Linked DNA regions of Mus musculus: all the other regions are linked to region 2. A link is a contact called in public Hi-C data. All regions are on one chromosome and are shown on one strand. The core of a region is the stretch at or near the end of the contact, and the rest is flanking DNA. Distances in the headings are between cores, read along the strand shown.

Region 1 (4,309 bases), core at 998-3,497, 340 kb after region 2:
CCTTTTACGTTTTCTGGTGATTTCTTTATGCTGCGGGAGGAAAAAAAAAAAAAACGAAAGATGGGACTGGCAGGCAATAGAGAGTACTCAAAACAAGTATCCAAGATCCTCTCTCGATTTCATGACCCCTGCCCTTAATCTTTCCTCACTGAGCCACACAGCGCTGCCACAACTCCCAGTCATTTGACTAGTATGGAGTGTCCTCAGAACTTAAATTTGAGCACTGTTAATAGAAACTCAGAACTGTTAACTTAGCATTCCAAAGATCAAGTAAAGGCTGGTGCTAGTCTCACAGTATTGAGAAACTAGATTTAGACAACAGTTTGGACCCTGGAGACCAAGGATGAGTTCCAGGTACCTACGGAGTGACTAAACTGCCTGGAAGAGAAAGCACAGAGGCCTGTACAGATGGGAAGTTATGGAGGAGGGAGCGAGAAGAAAGGGTCCACACTTGACCTCGGGTAGGAAAGAGAAGGACCTCACCTAAAAGCACAAACATCTGCTTATATACCTCATGGATTAAAGATCTGAATAATTATGGAAAGTAACCAACAATTTGGAACTACTATTCTGATTTAAAAGAAAAAAGACTTGAGAAGTTAGAATGTTCTAAGGTCAGGTGTGGTGGTGCACACCTTTAATCCCAGCACCAAGAGGCAGAGGCAGGCAAATCTGTGTTTGAGGTCAGCCTGGTCTACAGAGCAAGAGTTACATGACAGTCAGGGCTACTGAAACCCTGTCTAGAAAAACAAAAAGAATGTACCAAGGAGTGAATTCAGCAGGGCGTAAACTCAAGCTTTGGGTTTGAAGCACTGGCAACACGGCTGCTAAACGAAATGAGGAACAGAGAAAGGGGTGGCGGCAGGTAGAGCAAGCTAAAGGAAAGTCTGGGTTTAAGTTCCTGCTGCAACACTAAATGTTCTCAGTCACTTACTTACCATCTATCTTGCTAGACAAAGTTGAGGAACTCCAAAAGCACTGTGTAGCTTTTAAGTTTGGGGAGAATTTCTTAGGGTCTACAGACTTTATGCACGTAGAAACTGCAATACTTACTCGGCCTCTGAAGCTGTAGTTAGCTGCTCTAATACAGCATCTGGAAGCAGCTTTCTTTTCTTTGGGGATAAAGACATTTGATGACAAGTTAAAGTGAGGTACAGGTATGCCTGGAGATAACTTCTAACGTTACTCATTTCGAACAGTCCTGAATTCGGGCCAATCTGTGAATACGTCCCTGCTGCCTCTAAACCGACAACATTAAGACTGGATTTAGAAAGCCCAATACAGGCCGGACATGGTGGCGCACGCCTTTAATCCCAGCACTCAGGAGGCAGAGGCAGGCGGATTTCTGAGTTCGAGGCCAGCCTGGTCTACAAAGTGAGTTCCAGGACAGCCAGGGCTATACAGAGAAACCCTGTCTCGGAAGAAAAAAAAAAAAAAAAAAAAAAAAAAGAAAAGAAAAGAAAGCCCAATACATTCCCTGTCATTTTACCCAAAGTAGCTCAACGTTCAAGTATCCCGGCTACTAACTGAAAGGTATTTAGGTATGGCCACTCGAAATCAGATCTCTGGGGTGCGAAAAAAGAAATCATTAGCTCCAGCCTAGAATTTTAAAAACTCAAGCAAACCTCACCACCTCTGGAAGCCTGTAAGACCTACTGTCAGGGATAGATGAGTGTCAGTGCTTCCACGCCTACTTTGAATTACGGCAGACTCCAAGAAACGCCAATGGCCCTTGCACCTCTCCAGTACCCTATCCTTTAAGGAGCTTTTAGCAAGGGAACTCTAGCCCCGGCCGAGTTTACATAAGCGACAAGTCCCGCGTCCAACCTTCTGTTCGATGAACAGCTCCTCGCGCCGTTTCCTCTTCTCCTTCAACAGCGTTTTATCCCTGGAAGGAAAGGAGTCGGGTCAGCGCCGGCCGAGCCTGGGGAGTCCCGAGGCGCCAACATTCCCGGGCGCTGCACCTGCGAGCACTCGCGCGCACGCGCAGCTCCTCCTCCCGGGCTTCCGCCTGGGCGCTGGCGAAAGTCAGCTCCTCCGGGGCTTCGTCGTCCGCGTCCTCCTCCTCGTCCAGGGGCTCGGCGGCCGCGCCACTGCTAGGCTGCGCGAGCAGCAGGCCGTGCTCCGCCTCCTCCTCCTCCGAGGCCGCCTGGTCCTCGTCCACCATCGCCTCAGCCGGCGCGGGAATACGCGACAAGCGGGGCCGGAGCTGCACCATGGCAAACGGAAAGGCGGCTGTCTGACCCTTGACCCGGAAGCAGCCGTGCGCGGTGCGCGCTCTCTACGCCCTCTGCTGGTTCGGAGGCCGCGAAACGTGCTGAGGCGCGTGCGCGGGAGGGCGGGGCTTTTCATGGCTGAGACGGGGGGGGGGGGTAAGAGGGCGTGGTTTCGTGCTGCTAGGTGTCGCCGCCTTTTTTTTTTTTTTTTTTTTTTTTTCTCCCCCAGGTTGCTTAGATCTATGGAACAGAGGCAAGGGTATAATAAATAACGAAATAAATGACCATCGTTGCTTGTGAGATGCATCCCTGTATGTATTGTGTACGACCCACCCCCATCACCACCCCCACCCCCTCCAACCCTTGCAATCCTCTGCCCATATATTTTTTGGGAATACATGGCCCACGTGATGTCTTTTACCAGCTATACAGTAGGAAATGATTCTTCATTCCCTAATCTATCCGTGCACTTGGATGAGCTGTCCTCTCTGATATGTGTTCCCCTACGCAGAACGGTTGACTTTCAACGTCCCACCCAGAGACCATGGCATGTTTAGTTACACTATTCTCTAAATACTCAAGTCACCTGGCTGTTGCTTCTACCATTCTAAAGTCATTGATTTCTAATGTCACACTATATGTTCGACAAATGGTTAGTTAACATATATACTTCCTACTTCTAAACCTTATCCCCCCCCCCCTCTTGTTTAGAAGCAGTTTCCAATTTAAAAAGAACAAATAAGTGTGGATAAAAAGATCAAAACAAGGCCTGTAGGTGGTGGTGCATGCCTTTCATCCTAGTGGTGCGGGGCAGAGGCAGGAGGAACTCTTGTGAGTCTAGGCCAGCCTGGTCTATGGAGTGAGTTCCAGGAAAGCCAAGGCTACACAGAGAAACCCTGTCTCAGAAACAAAACAAAACAAGAACTGCTAGAGACATCGTAGGCAGAGAAGGATGGGGAGGGTGGCTCTGAAACGTCTGGGCTCGGTCAGATAGAAAATACAAATGAAAAACATTCTCTGAGTCCGGCAGAGTAGTGCACGCCTGAAATCCCAGCACTCGGGAAGCCGAAGCAAGAACATCTTAAAGTCTGGGCCAGCCTGAACTAAAGTGAAACCTATTGCAAGAAAACAAATGTTTGCATCAGCAGACCCCTACAGTAACTAGCATTGAGAGAGGTTAAACTGAAGCCCGGTGACAACCTACCAAAAGCATGTGATGGTCCATACGTGTAGATGCCGCATTAAAGTGTCACAGAGGGCAGGAGAGACGGCTCGGCAGTTAAGAGAACTTCAACTTACTGCTTGCTCTTCCAGAGAACCTTAGTTCAGTTTCTAGTACCTATGTCAAGCAGCACACAACCACTTTTTTTTGTTGTTTTGTTTTGTTTTGTTTTTCGAGACAGGGTTTCTCTGTGTAGCCCTAGCAGTCCTGGAACTCACTTTGTAGACCAGGCTGGCCTTGAACTCAGAAATCCTCCTGTCTCTGCCTCCAGAGTGCTGGGATTAAAGGCGTGCGCCACCACCGCCCGCTACATAACCACTTATGACTAGTTCCAGGGGCTCCAAGGGCTTTGGCCCCTGCAGTACGCATAGCCATTGCATACAGACAGACACACAGACACACACCTTGGAAAGGTATCACTGAAATTATAACTAGCTCCCTAGCTTCAGCTTACCACCTCCAGTGTGACCCTCATGCTGCCTGGCTACTTCTCCAGACTCCCAATTGGTCAGATAATCTATCTCCTTCACGCAAAGGACTTTTAGGATTTGTTACAAATGACTGTCACCTATGGTACACGCAACTCTCCCTTGTTGCCTGCGGTAGATCATTTTAAATGTCAACATGGTTGGACTAACAAACACCTGTGGGGAGCCACGAAGTCCTGAGTAAATGAGTATTGTTGACATGGGTCCAGCCACGTCAGTGTCAAGGACCCTGATGCCCCAGTGGCAAAGCTTTCCCTGGGTCAGGTTCAGGGAAATGGCAAAGGCTTCCTGTGCCAATGTTGGCAGTGTGTGCAAAAACTAGCAAGGGCAGCTCCTTCCTCGTGGGCGACTACAACCTGAAATGGCTCCCCTCCAGTCTTCCC
Region 2 (4,050 bases), core at 976-3,475:
GGCAGCTTCAGGCCGAGGAGCCAGCTTGCCTAAGTAATGCTGGTGTCTACCCTTTCACTAAGGCTACAGGGTAAGAAAAGGACCTGAGTTCAGAACAGGTCCTCAGCTGACACGTGACCTTCCAGTTCAAACTCCAGAGGATGCTGGAGAAAGACAAACCTGAGAGCATGGGCAGCTTTCAGGACTCTTACTTGTATAGCCAGGGTTGCTTCTCTGGGCATGTTCTAGGAGATGATTTAGTTCAGTGACTATACACTACTGAATTTTCTTAGAGTCACTGCTACAGGGATTCATTAAGCCAAGGTCCATGGACAGGGCATCCAGAAACTAGAACTAGTTGTTCAGTGCGCTGTTATTGTCATTGGCTGAAATGTGTCTCATCACTAGCCTGCCCGCTACTCAAGATTCCTCTGTTGAAAAGCTAACCCTAGTGTTTTTGAGAGATGATTAGATAAGATTTAGATAAGACCTCCCCCCAAGAGGGTGCAGCCCCTGTAAGGATGAAGAAACTCCTGACCTGCCCTCTGTTTGAAGAGTAAGGATGGGGTCAGATACGAGGCAGCCTTCTGAAGGCAGGAAGAGGGCTCTCAGCAGGAAATGAATCTGCTGGCACTTGACATCAGACTTCAGCACTTAGAACCATGGGAAATTATTGCTAAATATTGCACCTCTGCGTCTGTGGATTTTGTTTTTCAGGCAGAACTAAATACACATACAATTATATACACACACACACATATATGTGTGTGTGTGTATTTGTGTGTATGTATATATATAATATATATATATAAACTTACTAACTTTATTTGCATGTCCTTTATACTTCTATGTCCTTTTACACATTTGAAAGGATTGCTCTAGGAACAAATTTACAGATTTCCCCCATAGGATCTACAACAAAGACAACAGGGAGGGTCTTTATTTCCCTGTGTTTGGGTCACATGTCTACATCATGAGAATAGTTTCTGCCCATCCCCCAGGGTGAGGAACACTGTTAATGAGGCTGCAGTTGGTCTGCTTCTTTGGATAGCTCTTCCCATGTAGATCAGCATCCCTGCCGGTCCCTCTCACAGACCCTTCCCTCTGGTTCAGCTGCTATCTGACAAGCATGTGCTGTCTGGAGAAAAGAATGTGTTTGAAGGAGAGGATAGCCAGTCCTGTTTCTGGGAACTTAGCTCCAAATCCTTCAGATTCAACCCTAGTGCGGTCACTTAAACTTAGAGAGACTGAGAAAGGGGGGGGATCCTCATTAGGTTTCAGGACAGTCTGACCTACAGAGTGAATTCTAGGCCAGCCAGGGTTACATGAAAACGTGTGTGTATGTGTGTGTGTTATTTGCATATATTTGCATATAGCTGTTTTGTTTGCATATGCATGAATATATATGTGTGTGTATATATATATACACACACACACAAAAACTAGGTCTTAACAGCAGTAACCTTTGCTTGAACTATCACAATAATTGACCCTTTGCAGGACCCTCCTCCAGGTTGACATCTGGTAAAAGGGAAAGTTAATGTTGATTCTTAACAAACCTCTGGGCCTATTTGTGAGGGAAACTCTTTATTCGGTTAGCTGAGGTGGGAAGGCCCATTGTAAGTATGGGCTGTGCCACTCCGTGAACCAGGGTCCCGGGATAAAAAGGAGAGAGTGAGCAGAGCATCGGCATCTGTCACTGTCCGACTCCTGATGGCAGATGCAGCGTGACCAGCTGCTTCACTTTCTGGCTGTCATGGCTTTTCCCGCCATGATGGACTCTGAGCCAAAATAAAAAGCCCCTCTTCCTCAAGTTGCTCTTGTCAGGGAAGGAAGAAACGAGCCCCCGCATTCCAACCATGCCAGCAGTGCTCACTAATGATTTGAACTTGAAACAGCTGTCAACGCCTTGGTCTTCGGTTCCCTCATCCGGCACGTGGTTAGTTACCATTACAAAGGCTCATTTCCAAAATGTTGACGTCTGGCCTGCACTGTCCTTCACCTTCTCAACTTTTAAGAGTGACCAAATTTGAGCTTTGTCGTTGTAATACTACTGGATGACAACCCACTTTCATAAATGGGAACCTTGGCTTCTAGAAGAGAAAACCTACAAGTTCGAAAGTCACCATTTAATACCGATCTAAGCCGCACAGACCAACAGGGCTCGCTTTTGAACAGGCTTGCTCAGTATGTTTGGCTTGCTTTGTTTGGCTCGATCTGCAGGCTCTGTTTCACTACACCACCGCTAGGTGGCAGGAAAGCGCCACACAGCTCTAGATTTGCCACAGAACCCTAAGAACAGCTGCTTTGTACTGGGTCCTGAGACTGGGGGAGGGGCTCACAATTTTAGCCAGTGATCAACTGTGCTGGAGAAAGAAAGATAGATTTGGGGGTACATTGTAGAGAGGGGACATTGTAGGGAGTTGTATGTTGGGGGACCTGTGTAATTTCTCTTTTCATGCTCTCTCTTTCTCTCTGTCTCTCTCTCTGTCTCTCTGTGTGTCTGTGTGACTCTGTCTCTGTCTCTGTCTCTCTGTCTCTCTGTCTCTCTCTCTCTCTCTCTTTCCAGAATATTTGTAGCACAGATAAAAGTGAATAAGAACATAACTCAAAGCATCCTGAAAGAAAGACCAATAGAAGAAGGTGAGATCAGCTCTTCTTAGCTCCATTACCTTAAGGAATCAACTAATAGCAAAATAAAATGGGTTTTTTATTTTTATTTTTAAAGTATGAGCCAGCTCTGTTTGGGGGAAGCCATTTTTCTTCCCCTAGAACAAGAGGCCTCATGAAGTGTACATAGGGTGTGCTGTGTGGTGGCATAGTCACAGTGACCTTTCTTTTAGGAAAGTTGTTGATGAGTGGAAGTGAGACGTGCTCTAAGTCGGCAGAGTTGTTCCTCACGGAAGTTCTGCTCAGTGCTCTCAACCCGAGTCTGCGACTGCATGCTGGTCTTCTATCCCTGACTCTGGAGACAATCAACTGCACGGAAATTCAAATTTGAATATCAAAAGAAAATGACAGAATCTTCAAATGAGAAAAAAAGAAATATACACTGTACAAAGCCCCTCGCTTTTGTCTGGCATCCTTAGACACAGTGGGGAACGATTGCGTTTCTGTGTGTTTGGGGACGGCAGGATGAAGACCCTGTGTCTGGGGCTCTTTTCTTTAGCAGCTCATCAGAGAGCTAAGGAGTGACAGAAACGCTGCCCTCTGGGAACATCAGGCAGTTGCTGCAATCCCTGTAGATGCTTAGAAGCAAGCGTTTATGGAGCTGCTAAGCAGAGTTTCTTTAATCCCCAATTTCCCTTTTCCGGAACCAGTTGTTGTTGTTGTTGTTGTTGTTGTTGTTGTTGATCCCAGTTCTAGGAGATCTGATGCCCTCTCTTGACCTCCATTGGCTCTGCACTTACTTGGTGCACGTACAAGGGCATTCACACACACACACAGACTCTAAATACATACATACATACATACATACATACATACAAAATTTTTTAAAGAAAAAATTCCAGTGGAAAGCTGGAATGCCATTATCCCGTGACTGCCGTGCAGTTTGTGGGCTGAGACTTGTGCTTATTTTTTGCGACCTGGATAACAGAAGGACGAAGTGTCCTCTGTGCATTTTGTATTCCTCGCTGGTTCTAACTGCGCTATGACACGCTTGTTATTTAGATTTGCTGAAAGTCTACAGAAGTCTTTGAGATGAGATAATTTTATGCAGGAGAGAGCACCAAACTAAATGTAAAACTCTAAGCCTCTTCCAGGTCCTGCAACCTTGTCATGTTACTCTATGGACTACCCTGTCTCCGCCCATGTGTGGAGGGGGATGCTGGTGGTCAGAAGAGCGGGGAGGCAGAGGTGAGTCTGAGGACTGCCTAAGCTACACAGGGACACTGTCTGTCAACAGAATAAATGAGCCACTTTACCACCCTAAATCTCAAGTGTCCTGATGGCAAGAAATAATACAGAAATACATGTCTTCCCTGATTTCATCTGGGAAATCTACACAATCAAATATCTACAGGATAACAGTGTAGCTTTCTGTCTCAGTGTAACAGCTTACAGTGTTTG
Region 3 (4,111 bases), core at 1,380-3,879, 440 kb after region 2:
GGTCAAGTTAGGTTACGTAGGGTTGTTCAGGTTCCCTAAGGACTTTGGAATATATGTGTCACTCAAATCCATTGTCGTTGTAGGACATGAGATGACTCACCTTTCAAAAGATCGCTTTGCTCTCTCTGGCTACTGAGCAGAGAGTACAGAGTGAAAGCAGGCAGACCAGCAAGGACAGTGTCTAGCTACTGATATCCCGGACTTAAATGCTCCAGCAGGGGCATTCAAAGGGCAGCCTCTCTTTGAAAGACATGCATAAAAGTCCATCTTCCCTCCTTTGTGGATAACAGGGAATGGTATTGTTACAGGGGACTGAGAAGGTGTATATATGTACATACCTGTGGTATAGGCTTGGGAGGTGGAGACAGGAGGATCAGAATGTAATCAAGATCGTCCTCCTCTGGATAGTGTGTTGGATTCTAGCCTGAGCTACATGAGACCTCATCTGAAAACAAAACAAAAACCCAAATAAACCAAACCAAACCAAAAAACAAACAAACAAACAAACAACAAACAGTGGCTGGAAAGATGGCTCAGCAGGTAAGAGTGCTCACTGTCCTTTCAGAGAGCTTGAGTTCTGTCTCTGATGCTCATATAGAATGGTTCACAACCACCTGCAGCTCCTGCTCCAGCTTCAGCAGATCCAGTCAATGCCCTCTTCTGACCTCCAAGAGTATATGCATTCATGTGGTATATACCCACACCCATACATAGAAACAATAGTAAAGGAAAAACCCAAATCGACAAACAAACAAACCCAAACAACATAAAAGAGCATAACGGAATTCATTCAGGATATATACATGGCCTAACATTTATTTTCAAATAGAATGTATGTAATAAAAATAAATATCAAAATAGAGGGCATATATATCACATAGAACCTTTCTAGGGAGCATCCTTCTCAGGACGTCACGACTGTCAAATCACATGGTCCTCTCTAGTGTTAGCTATTGTCCCCCTTTACAGACGGACACAGAGAAGACATTTGTCCCGGGTCCCACAGGGTGTAAATGGCAGAGCCAAGAGTCAGCTCTGGCTTCTGACTCTGCAAGCCAGGAGTCACCCACCTTGCACCTGTCCAGGGGCGGCACACCGTGGCTCTCGCTCTGCTCCAAAGCAGCACCCTGGCAGCCATGGCTGCACGCCTCCTTTTCCTTAGGCACTTCTCAGCTAACCATCAGCAGGCATATCTTGTCTGCTCTTTGTCTGACCCTGTTCAGGTTGTTGCCAATCCCGGAGCACTTTGTCCTTTTTAATAATGTCGTCCTGAGGTCAACTTTGCCTCCTCCCATTGCCACATCAGCCTTTGTGTGTGTGTGTGTGTGTGTGTGTGTGTGTGTACAGCTCTCTCCAAGAGCCCCGTCTCTGTGCCAGTTGTTACAGTTGCTTTAAACACTCGGATGTATCATGTTTTCCACGCTTATGTTGAAGCAGGACACGTGTCTCTTCCTCTGAGTGCTAAAGGCCAGGGATGAACATAATAGACAGTAGTAACCTCACCTTTCCAGAAACACTGAGCTAGAAGAGCAGGTCCACTTGCCCTTTGGCATTGACTCCTCCCTCCCAGTACGAAGAGGGCACAATGTGACAGGTGGTGAATATCCATCCATTTGTGTACTTAGACAAGTGCCTACTATCTCCTTAGGCCCCGTGATAAGTGACGAGGATATCTTGAGCCATCAGACGCTCACTCAGTCACCACCGCAGTTAGGGCTTTCCACGCATCTCGGACTGATGGTCCCCAGCATTCTGACTGCAGATGTATTAAAGGCCAGGAGAAGCGCTGTGCCAGGGAACTGAAGCTGACAGAGGGCAGTGGCCAGGAGTGGCAGGCAGCCAGAAGTAAACAAGGAAGACCAGACTCTAGACACACGTGCCACAGCCACTGCGGAGTCTGGGTGAGGTCGCCCATGCCACATGGGCACAAGCATGGAGTAGGTGACCAGTGGAGCCTCCTCAGGAGTGGAGTTGGTTTGGGATTGGAGCTGGCACACTTGCGAGTCAGAACTCTAGGGGTTCAGCGCCGAGATGCTGGTGTCTGCCTTCCGATCCTGGCACTGTTGTTCATGTGTGTCACCTTGAGCAAGTCCCTTAACCTCCTCAGAGCTCACTTTCTCATCAATGAAACGAGTTTCCAATAACCTCAGGGTTAAGTGCCTGGACAGCTTCCTAGAGCAGTGGCGAGCACAGAAAAATATCCGGGAGAGGAGACTGTGAACCACGCTGCTCACACTTCGTGGGGTCCTCCGGCCTCCCCGGGGTCTTAGCATCCGCCAATCTTTTCCAAGGAACCCAGTCCTAGCCTATTAAGGGCGCGCCCTGCTTTGATAGATTTATTTGCTTGCTTGGGCGGAGCTTGGAGCACAACGAGGAGGAGGCGGCCGCGGAGGCGGAGAGCGCAGAGAAAGGGAAGCCACCCGGGGGCAGCAGGCGAGACAGGCGGGGCCGGGGAGGAGTCAAAGCGGGTTCCAGGGGCCGGGCGCTGAGCGCAACGAGTGCCTTGGGCGGCGGAGACAAGGGCGGGGGCGACGCTTGGCGGCCAATGGAGCACGGCGCTACCGCAAGGGCGGTGCAGGAACCCCGGCCGCTGACAGTCAAAGTCGCCAACTCCGCCCTCGTACCCGCGGGATCCCGGAGCCGGAGCCCGAGCCCGAGCGGGGCCGAGGCCGCCCAAGGCGCGCTGCGAGCGAGCGAATATGGCAGCAGAATGAGGAGCCTGGCGCCGGGTGGTGTCCGCCGCTGCGGTGCTGCTGCTCGGGATCGGCGCCTGGTACACTACGAGCCTCATCCTTAGTCGGCCTCCGGGTGGCCTCTGGGTTCCATTCGTTACCAAGGACTTGGGGAAAAAGAAGATCCGCAGCCCACAGAGGGTGGTGAAGCGGGAGCGCCATCCGGGAGAGAGATTCTGCCGGGATGAGCCGGCCATGGGGCGGCCTCCGCGGGGCGCACGGAGCCGGCCGGCGCTGCGGCGGGAGCGCTGCCTGAGCCCGGGCTCCACGGGGCTTCGGGGCCTCGTGCGTCCTGGCGGAGTCCCTGCCGCTGTCTCCGGGAAGGACACGAGCCCCGAGTGGCGGGCACTGCAGCAGTCACCGCGCTGAGGCTCCCGGAGCCTGCAGGGTCTGTGGTTCGGTGCGCTGTCACGCCACCGCACTCGGGCGCCTTGCCCGGGGCTCGGCGGCTAGCGCAGCGCAGCGAGGTCGGTCGAGGAGCCGGGGACTGCGGGACCGGCCGGAGAGGCGTGTGCGCCGGTGTTCGACTGGAGATCCCGGCAGCAGCAGAACCGGGCGGACCTGAGCAGCCATGCTTCCCGGGGTGGGCGTGTTCGGCACCAGCCTCACAGCCCGAGTCATCATCCCGCTGCTGAAAGATGAGGGCTTCGCGGTGAAGGCGCTGTGGGGCCGCACGCAGGAAGAAGCCGAGGAGCTGGCCAAGGAGATGAGCGTTCCTTTCTACACCAGCCGCATCGACGAGGTGCTCCTGCACCAGGATGTGGACTTGGTGTGCATCAACCTGCCGCCGCCGCTCACTAGGCAGATCGCTGTCAAAACCCTGGGTGAGCGACCCCTCCCCCAGCCCTCTCTTCTTTAGCTCGGCTCTTCGCTTCTCTCCAATTGGACATATCCCAGGAATCCCAAACCCAAGCTTGTTAGTCCCAGCTTTCCCCTTTCCAGTCGGTGGCCTCCCCCACCTCCACGCTTCGCTCCTGATACCAGCTGGAAGCGCATCCCCACGTGTGTGGTGCGGAGGCTAGAATAGGCTTGGATTCTAGGTATAGGAACCGAATGGGTCAGATACAGAAGACCGGTTGCTGTTCCAGGAGGGAAACTCGGTACCCAGCTGTATACGTTAGTTAGTGCTCTGGTGTGTGGGTGCGCGTGCGTCTGGAAAAGGAGAGCGCGTGGCCAGGAACCCTTGAATAAAGGGCCGCACACGTGGTGGCAGGGTTTTTCCTGGGTGTACCTGTTTGTGAGCAGCTGTGGCACCCAGTTTGGATCGTTTTGTTTCCCTCCACAGTAAGTGAGTTTACTGTGAGATTAGAGAACTGACAGCTGGCTGGAATTATCTCTTCTGCTCTGGAAGGAAGCAAGTGAGAGTGGGCGGGTCTATC

The links. A called contact is a pair of places that touch in the nucleus more often than the background predicts.
Region 1: a contact with region 2 is called in a Hi-C map of stem cell-derived neural stem cells, with 4 times the contacts expected there. The contact joins the promoter of Nol7 here to the enhancer-like site in region 2. A contact is called at or near these places in 6 of 39 promoter capture datasets (the 3T3-L1 cell line, the HPC-7 cell line, cranial neural crest and 2 more), 2 of 15 datasets of contacts at CTCF or cohesin (the NIH/3T3 cell line and embryonic stem cells), 22 of 484 Hi-C or Micro-C datasets (the G1E-ER4 cell line, the N1E-115 cell line, brown adipocytes and 15 more), 2 of 115 datasets of contacts at active chromatin or transcription factors (embryonic basal ganglia and microglia) and 2 of 9 other capture datasets (adipose tissue and pancreatic islet).
Region 3: a contact with region 2 is called in a Hi-C map of cerebellum, with 2.8 times the contacts expected there. The contact joins the promoter of Gfod1 here to the enhancer-like site in region 2. A contact is called at or near these places in 2 of 39 promoter capture datasets (hippocampal neurons and pre-B cells), 12 of 484 Hi-C or Micro-C datasets (the MC3T3-E1 cell line, the N1E-115 cell line, cerebellum and 8 more) and 6 of 115 datasets of contacts at active chromatin or transcription factors (embryonic forebrain, forebrain, large pre-B cells and 3 more).

Annotation. Positions count from the first base shown.
Region 1 is chr13:43,396,314-43,400,622 of GRCm38.p6, reverse strand. Nol7 (nucleolar protein 7) reads right to left here and starts at 2,247. Exons shown (of 8, transcript NM_023554.2): 1 at 1,965-2,247; 2 at 1,828-1,888; 3 at 1,054-1,112; 4 at 2-30. The coding sequence starts at 2,218.
Region 2 is chr13:43,738,011-43,742,060 of GRCm38.p6, reverse strand. No RefSeq gene overlaps it. Among named protein-coding and RNA genes, the nearest start is that of Gm20751, 23 kb to the right of the region's middle. Within about 2 kb of position 2,225, at least 27 of the 459 cell types and tissues checked have an H3K27ac peak or open chromatin away from gene starts, as enhancers often do. A contact at or near this core is called in cerebellum, muscle stem cells, neural progenitor cells and 1 more, where this site is marked.
Region 3 is chr13:43,302,690-43,306,800 of GRCm38.p6, reverse strand. It overlaps Gfod1 (glucose-fructose oxidoreductase domain containing 1), which reads left to right and starts at 2,629. Exons shown (of 2, transcript NM_001033399.4): 1 at 2,629-3,556. The coding sequence starts at 3,304. It overlaps Gm52047 (a long non-coding RNA gene), which reads right to left and starts at 1,317. Exons shown (of 3, transcript XR_003950636.1): 1 at 1,071-1,317; 2 at 339-445.